2 separate regions of the Ovis aries genome follow, and region 2 is linked to region 1. A link is a contact called in public Hi-C data. All regions are on one chromosome and are shown on one strand. Each heading gives the region's core, a stretch centred on a gene start, on an enhancer-like site or on the middle of the called end of the contact. The rest is flanking DNA. Distances are from core to core; before and after follow the strand shown. Region 1 has its middle 160 kb from the start of RARB. Region 2 has its middle 44 kb from the start of NR1D2.

Evidence for each region. Hi-C and Micro-C count contacts between places; a contact is called where the count stands out from the background.
Region 2: a Hi-C map of liver shows a contact between it and region 1, with 7 times the contacts expected there. The contact joins two enhancer-like sites. A contact is called at or near these places in 9 of 16 Hi-C or Micro-C datasets (blood, hypothalamus, liver and 5 more).

What each region holds. Positions count from the first base shown.
Region 1 is chr26:40,560,891-40,564,512 of ARS-UI_Ramb_v3.0, reverse strand. No RefSeq gene overlaps it. Among named protein-coding and RNA genes, the nearest start is that of RARB, 160 kb to the right of the region's middle. Within about 2 kb of position 1,617, at least 3 of the 54 cell types and tissues checked have an H3K27ac peak or open chromatin away from gene starts, as enhancers often do. A contact at or near this core is called in liver, where this site is marked.
Region 2 is chr26:41,293,805-41,297,468 of ARS-UI_Ramb_v3.0, reverse strand. No RefSeq gene overlaps it. Among named protein-coding and RNA genes, the nearest start is that of NR1D2, 44 kb to the left of the region's middle. Within about 2 kb of position 1,883, at least 4 of the 54 cell types and tissues checked have an H3K27ac peak or open chromatin away from gene starts, as enhancers often do. A contact at or near this core is called in liver, where this site is marked.

The DNA.
Region 1 (3,622 bases), core at 368-2,867:
GAGCCGTGGCCGGCTGCTCAGCACTCTGGCGCTGGCTGGTCTCCTCCTGGGAGTCGGGATAGCCTCAGAGGACACACAGTCAAGACGATCACCAGGCCCGGCTGACACTGTTTTCGATGAGTCTGCACAGTGTGAACCGCCTCGTGTGGACTGTCTCTTCAAGCCTCACAGTAAGAGATGCATTGTCCACTACCCCTACAGGAGTGATGTCTGGAGCCTATGGCTCTGCAGCAAATTGTGAAAGTGGTTGAGTCTTGGCAGAAATACGCTGGCTCAAAAGCACAGAAGAAAAACTGAACAGCTGAAATGAATAGTAATCATTTTGACAATAAAGTTATAAACCTTATTAAATAGTTTTAAATGATTTCTTATATTTAGTGAGTTTTAGGGCTTTGAAAAATATGCTTACTCTTTCCTAAGGTAAGACTGCCAAAGGGCTGGTGCCTAGGAATGTCTTTGGATGGCCCTGCTCACTGTGACTTTTTAAAGAGCTATTTTTTATTTATTTTCGGCTGCCCTGGGTCTTCGTCGCTGTGGGTGGGCTTTCTCCGGGTGCAGTGGGGTGGGGATGCGCTCTGTTTGGGGAGCGGGGCCTGTTTCTCGCTTCTGTGGCTTCTCTTTGGGGAGCACAGCTCTAGGTTTCAGTGGTTGCGGCTCATGGACTTGGTTGCCCTGTGGCATGTGGGATCTTCTCAGACCCGTGATTGCTGCTTTGTCCCCTGCATGGCAAGGCAGCTTCTTATCCACTGGGCCCCCGGGGAGTCCCCTCCGTGTTCACAAACATAACTTTAAGGGCAGAAATGGTGGTCAGCTCCACCTTGTAGAGGACACAGTTGAGGCACAGGATTTCAGTAATCAGCTTTACTCTGCTCTCAGCAAAGTGAGGGGTAAAGAACTCACTCTGACGTTCTAAGTCAATGTCATGTATGTATCATGCACACGCACATGTGCACACACACACACACACCCCTCATGCTTTTTGGAAAAAAAAAAAAAAAGCCACAACAATCCCAAGGTCAGTTGTAAAGGAATAGCAGTGTGGGGCTGTCTGAAAGTTTTTCGGAGAATCTGGCTCACTAAAGCTGCTGGCCTGCGTTCCGCAGGGCGGGGCAGCTGAGACCAGCTCCTGGGGAGCCCCGTGCAGGCTGTGTTCTGAGGCATCCGGAGGTGGCCAGCGTGAGCCCTGCGTGAGCACCCCTGGTTCATGCCGCTTGCTTGGCAGCCCAGGCCTGGGGAAATATTGCTTTAAAGGAGGGGGCAAAGGTATTAAAAGACTCCCCCGGTTCACTTTAAAATGATAACCTCTTCAACGCCATGTAGGACTGGATCCCTTTGGTTTAAAAAGAAAAGGCCCTGGAAACCTAGGCCGCCTCCTGCGGGTGCAGCTGGACGGGGACCGTGGGGGTGGCGCCTCCTGGCGTCTGTTTCCCGCGGACAGCTCAGGAAGAGGGGCGTCCTGTGTCCACCGCTGAGGTTTTTGCAGGATGCCCTGAACCTTGACTTAACTTTGGGGGCTGCAAACGCCTGGCAGGCAGGAGGGAGGAAAGACTACGCTGACTGACATCTTAGCAGACAGACGTTTATTTAAAAATCGTCTCCCTCTGGCTTGGAAGCAGAGTGTCGGCCCAAGTCAGCGATTCTCTCTCCTCTCCTGCCACCTGCTGGTGAGGTCCACACACAGGTCCCTGCAAGGGTCCCGGACCCCAGCTGTCATTTCCACGGCGTTTGCTTTGTGTTCCAGGTCTATACTACTCAAATCATCAAGTCAGACTCTCAAGAAATTTGGAAATTTTTGTTTGGTGTTCCAGGTCAAAGTGACAGCTTATGATTATTTTTATACACCAGAGAGTCTCATTTGTGCTAACTAGTTTGGTTCTAATTGAGCTAATTCTGTGACGTTGCTAAATAATATGACTGTGAATCTGTACAAATCTTTGATTTAAACAGAAGAGAAAGTCAGGACCCACAATTCTATGAAGCTGGATATTTATTTAAACATAGGAATCACTGGTTGCTCTGGTATCAGGTATTGAAAGAAGAAAATATTGCTTAAAATTGCGTGTTGACATGAATACTCTCCACTGGAGCTTGTGGCTAATTCTCTAGTATCATTAGGTCATTACTGTTATCACACCTGGAATTAATGTAATTAATTCAGGCTCACTTATATTGTTAAAAATTAAATTAAACCCATACCTCAAACACTCTGATCTCTTAACCTGCCCTTCCAGCAGCCTTTGAGATTTTATGTGAAATTCCGGATCTCTACCTTCTCTGAAGAAATAAGAAAATCTGGCAACCGTTGGCCTGCTCCTGTGGCCGCCAGCTTCCCCGAAACAGGCTGTATCTCTAGAGCCTCAGCCTTAGGGATCCCAGTGAAAAGCGTTAGTCTCTCAGTCGTGTCCAACTCTTCCCTCTGTCCATGGGATTCTCCAGGCCAGAATACTGAAGTAGGTTGCCATTCCCTTCTCCAGGGGATCTTCCCGAACAGGGGTCAAACCCAGGTCTCCTGCATTGCAGGCAGATTCTTTACCATCTGAGCCACCAGGGAAACCCAAGGGATCCAGAGAAGGGTCCTCTCTCTTCCTCCTGAAACTCTGATCAGGCAATTACGCTGCCACTTGACCTCAGGCCAAGTTGCAGAGCAGTGGAGGAAGACTTCGTCATAGAAAAATCAAGTACCAAATTATAAATAATAAATGGAAGGCCAAAGGAGGAGCTTCCCTGGCATCCAGGGGCCAAGCCTCTGCTCTCCCAGTGCAGGGCTCCCTGGCTCGACCCCTGGTCAGAGAGCTAGGTCCCACTTGCTGCGACCAAGAGCCTGAACGCTGCGGCTGCAGACCCCGCGTGCAGCAGTGAGGACCGGAGAGCCGTCGTGCTGCAGCTGGGACCCGCGGAGACCTGAAGAAACAAGTGAGTGTGCACACTTACCGAGACCCAGAGAGGCTCCCTGTGATTGGATCCTATCTTCAAGTGAAACCAGCGATTTTAAAAGTGAATGGGAGAGTAGGCGGCTTTGGAAGTGTTAGCTGAACATTTCGATTTACTGAATGTCAACATGTAATTAACTCGTACTTTTTCTCAACACACAACAGCAACCAGTACATGCGAGAAGCCTGAGCACGACTTGCTGATTAAAGGCGATGATGATGCGAAAGGCTTGAAAATTAATGTGAAAAGACGTAGTTTAAAAAAGACATTTAAAAATATCGTTATTGCTAGTGAAAAATTTGTGGAAATGCTTGAAAACTATCCCTGCTAAAATAAAACCAAACGAAATTTGTTCACTAAAGGATACAAAGAATACAGAATGCTTGAAAATTGTTAGTTTTACCTTATATGTGTTATTTTTACCCACTCTGAATTTCCAACTCATTTTCTCAGTCCTAATTGGTGTAGATGGAATTTAAAAGTGTAGCATACTCATGTCCTTGATGGCATTAGGATAATTGCTGCCACTGTTCTTTCTGTGCTATTGGGCAGCATGTTTTTGTAGTGCCTTATTCCAAAGCTTCTAGCTCCTTAAGCAGAAGCTGTTTCTTCAGGTTGAGAGCCAACCGATTGTTTTTCTCCTTCTTACCATCATATAATTTTAGAACTAGGAAAAAAAAAATCATCTACC
Region 2 (3,664 bases), core at 634-3,133, 730 kb before region 1:
AAGGGGAGACTGATCACCTGAGAAGCTAATTCCAGGAGCAGAGGATGAAGAATGAAATGAAACAACTTCCATTCCTAAATCCCACTCTTCTCTGTAGAAACTGTAATTGCCCGAGGGTTGCTGGCTATGGAAGTTTAGATTTTACTGGGATCTTTCTGCTTTCAGTCTTGCTTAATTTATTTTCAGGCTTCAGACCATTGTTCAGTGCTGACTTTTATGGCTGCTTTCTGGGAGGAGGGGGTTTGGGGTGCAAGCAGTGCTTTTTATTTCATGGGGAAATGGGAGCCACTAAGGGAACCCTGACTGTCCCCTCACCATCCCTTGCAATGGGGAAATTTTGGCTTTACCTGTGACTTCTTTGAGAATGCAGAGTGATCTCAGACCGTCTCAGCTGGCCCAGTCATGGAATGAATGATGACGAGAGCGGGAATTCAGGCTGGGGAAGGGCTTTCAGACCACCTGCTGCAGCAGTGCTCAGGGCCTTCTCTCGCCAGGACATGCGCAATGAGTGTTTGAGTTTGCATCCTCCTAAAAGCTGATGACAGGCTTCCCCGGTGGCTCAGTGGTAAAGAATCCGCCTGCCGGTGCAGGAGACATGGCTTCGATCCCTGGGTCAGGAGGATTGCCTGGAGGAGGAAATGGCAGCCCACTCCCGTATTCTTGCCTGAAGAATCTCATGGACAGAGGAGCCTCGAGGGCTACAGAACATGGGGTCATGTAAGAGTTAGACAGGACCCAGAGACTAGACCAAAAGCTGAGGACAGGATGTTGGGTGCTGGGAAGGGATGTCAGGAAGCAGAAGCGAGGCGGAAGAGTCGGAGAGGCTGTGCTCAGGAGCTGGCCGCCCCCGGGCCAGCCGCCCCACCGTGGCGGCACCACCTGACAAGGCTATAGCGCTGTCCCCGCAAGGGGCGAGGAAGCTGGGGATTTATCCACTGATGCCATCTCTTTTGGTTGGGGGCTGCTCCTTAGGACTGAGCTTCTTCCCCCAGCCCAGGGAAAGCCCTTGGGCTGTGAGACAGAGCGGCCTGAGCCCCCACGGAGGGCCATGGCCAGCAACCCCCCGAACCGCCCACCCTCTGGAGCCAGAAGGGGCCGCGGGAAGAGCAGCAGCAGCGTCGGCCTCCAGGGTGACTTCCAGCTACAGAACAGACTGGCATCTGGAGTTCTTGGGGTGGTTTTAGTCTCCTTTGCAAATCCTTGGCATCCCTTCCATCGAGAGGTGGGGGCTCAGTGGATTCTTTCCCCAGAGTCCAGGCAGGCTTGTGACTGCTTTTGTCAGGAGACTAGAACAAAACTTGGCCTCTGTCCACCGGTGCCAAATAGAAACAGTTTGGGGTGAAGCAGGAAGAAACAGCTTTATCGCTTTATCAGGCAGAGCGGGCCACAGCAGGCCAATGCCCTCAAAACTAAGTGCCCCAACCCTAGAGGGGGTAGTGGAGAGTCGTGGTGTTCGAGGAGCAGGGTGTGGCCTTCTTGTGGATGCTCTTCTGACTGGCTGGTGATGATGCCATTGGGAGTCAGCATCATCAGGCTTCTGGTTCCGACCCGTCTGGGGTCTGCAGAACAGCTCAAAGGACATGGCTCGGAATATTACCCACAGCTCTTGGGGAAGAGCTAAAGCTCGTCGACTTTAGTCAATGGTTAAAGTATTATTAACTTGTCTTGCTTGACTGTTTTCCTTTCTTTCTGCATTTTCTCACTTCTCTGATTATTCTTTGACTGAAGCTTTCCTGCAGACAAAAGGCAGGTGGAGGACATGGGTGGAGAGAGAGGTCTATTCTGGGAAGTCCCCATAGGGGCCTGCTCAGTCACAATCTCTGTCATTTCCAAGATTACATCATCCAAAGCCGCGCCGCCTCTGCCCTGGCTGCGAGGATGCGTGCACTGGGGCTGTCCTGGGGCCGCCGCGAGGGAGAGGGGCCGTGGGGAGCTCTTCAGTCAACAGCCCCACTGAGTGCCCCTCTGATCTGCTGGCTAGGGTCAGCTGCTGGCTGTGTGGGTGGACCATCTTGGCTGTGTAACCCTGTTGTACCTGCAGATATCTGCAGTTTCAGCCAGTATCTGACTGCAGCCTCTTGTGGGACCCCCAGTAGAAACGTCCTCGTCAAGCTCTGCCTGAATTCCTGACCTACAGAAACTGGGAGCAAAATAAAATGATTATCGTTTTATACGCTGACATTTGAAGTACTTTGTGATGCCATAATAGTAAGTGGAATAATGCTTACGCGGCTCCTTTGGGGGCACAGCCTGTCCCTTCTCAGAGAAGGCTGTGGAAGCCGGGGGTGCACATTGGCAGGTGTTTCCAGCAGTACCATTAGCAGTCCTCCAGCTGCCTTCTGAAGAGGCGGCAATAATGGGAGGCAGTATTTTGAAAGGGGCTTTGTGAAGAGTCCAGTGGCGCCTTGCACTCACATGGTGCTTTTTCTCTCCTTACCATGGGATTCTCCAGTGTCATCCTATTCCATTCAGTTGCAGAGAGGGTTTATAGATTGTACTCTCTACTGCCTCGTAGAGAAGCCATTTCATTCTCTATCCAAAGCAGCTAGAATCAAGGACAAATGGGAAAGGAGCTCTAGAAGGGGAGGGACTGGTTTTACGAACATCTACTTTGTTTTAGAATCAGGGACAAAGGACAAAAAAGAAGGGGGAAGGACTGGCTTTACTAATTGGGAAATCCTTCCACCACATGACTGTCAAGCGTGGACAAACATTTAAGGACTGGAAGTTCCCTGTGGTTGCCAAGGGGGAGGCGTTGGGGGAGGAATGGATCCAGAGTTGGGACTAGCAGATGCAAATTATTATATATAGAATGAAAACCAGCAAGGTCCTACTATATAGCACACGGAGCTATATTCAATGTCGTGGGATAACCACGAAGGGAAATAATATAAAAAAGAATGTATATATATGTACAACTGAATCACTTTGCTGTACCGCAGAAATTAGCACAACATTGTAATCAACTATATTTCAATAATAATAATAACAAAAGAAACTGATGTGCAGTAAGGAGTCAAGAGTATGGTTTACAAATTCTGGGACTCTTTGAGGGACCAGGAGAAGAAAGTTCTCTAACATTTGAGCCTCAGAATCACTTGAGCCTTGAAATAGCTCCTACAGAGGAGAATGTCAGTGTCATACAATGTAATACCTATAACAAACAGGTTTAAATACATTCGACATGTAGGTTCCATATTGCTTGATAAGGCACTCGGATTTAGAAATAAAGGAGAAAACCCTTCAGAAAATATGATTTAATACATTATTAAAAAAATGTATTCAGTTCAGTCGCTCAGTCGTGTCTGACTCTTTGCGACCCCATGAATTGCAGCACGCCAGGACTCCCTGTCCATCACCAACTCCTGGAGTTCACTCAAACTCATGTCCATTGAGTCAGTGATGCCATCCAGCCATCTCATCCTCTGTCATCCCCTTCTCCTGCCCCCAATCCCTCCCAGCATCAGGGTCTTCTAATGAGTCAACTCTTCGCATGAGGTGGCCAAAGTATTGGAGTTTCAGTTTTAGCATCAGTCCTTCCAATGTACACCCAGGACTGTTCTCCTTTAGAATGGAAAAAAAAAAACACCCAAAAACAAAACCCCAAACCCCCACATTACAGCAAATGCTTGCTGGGGCACGTGCCTTAGTGAGATTATAAACA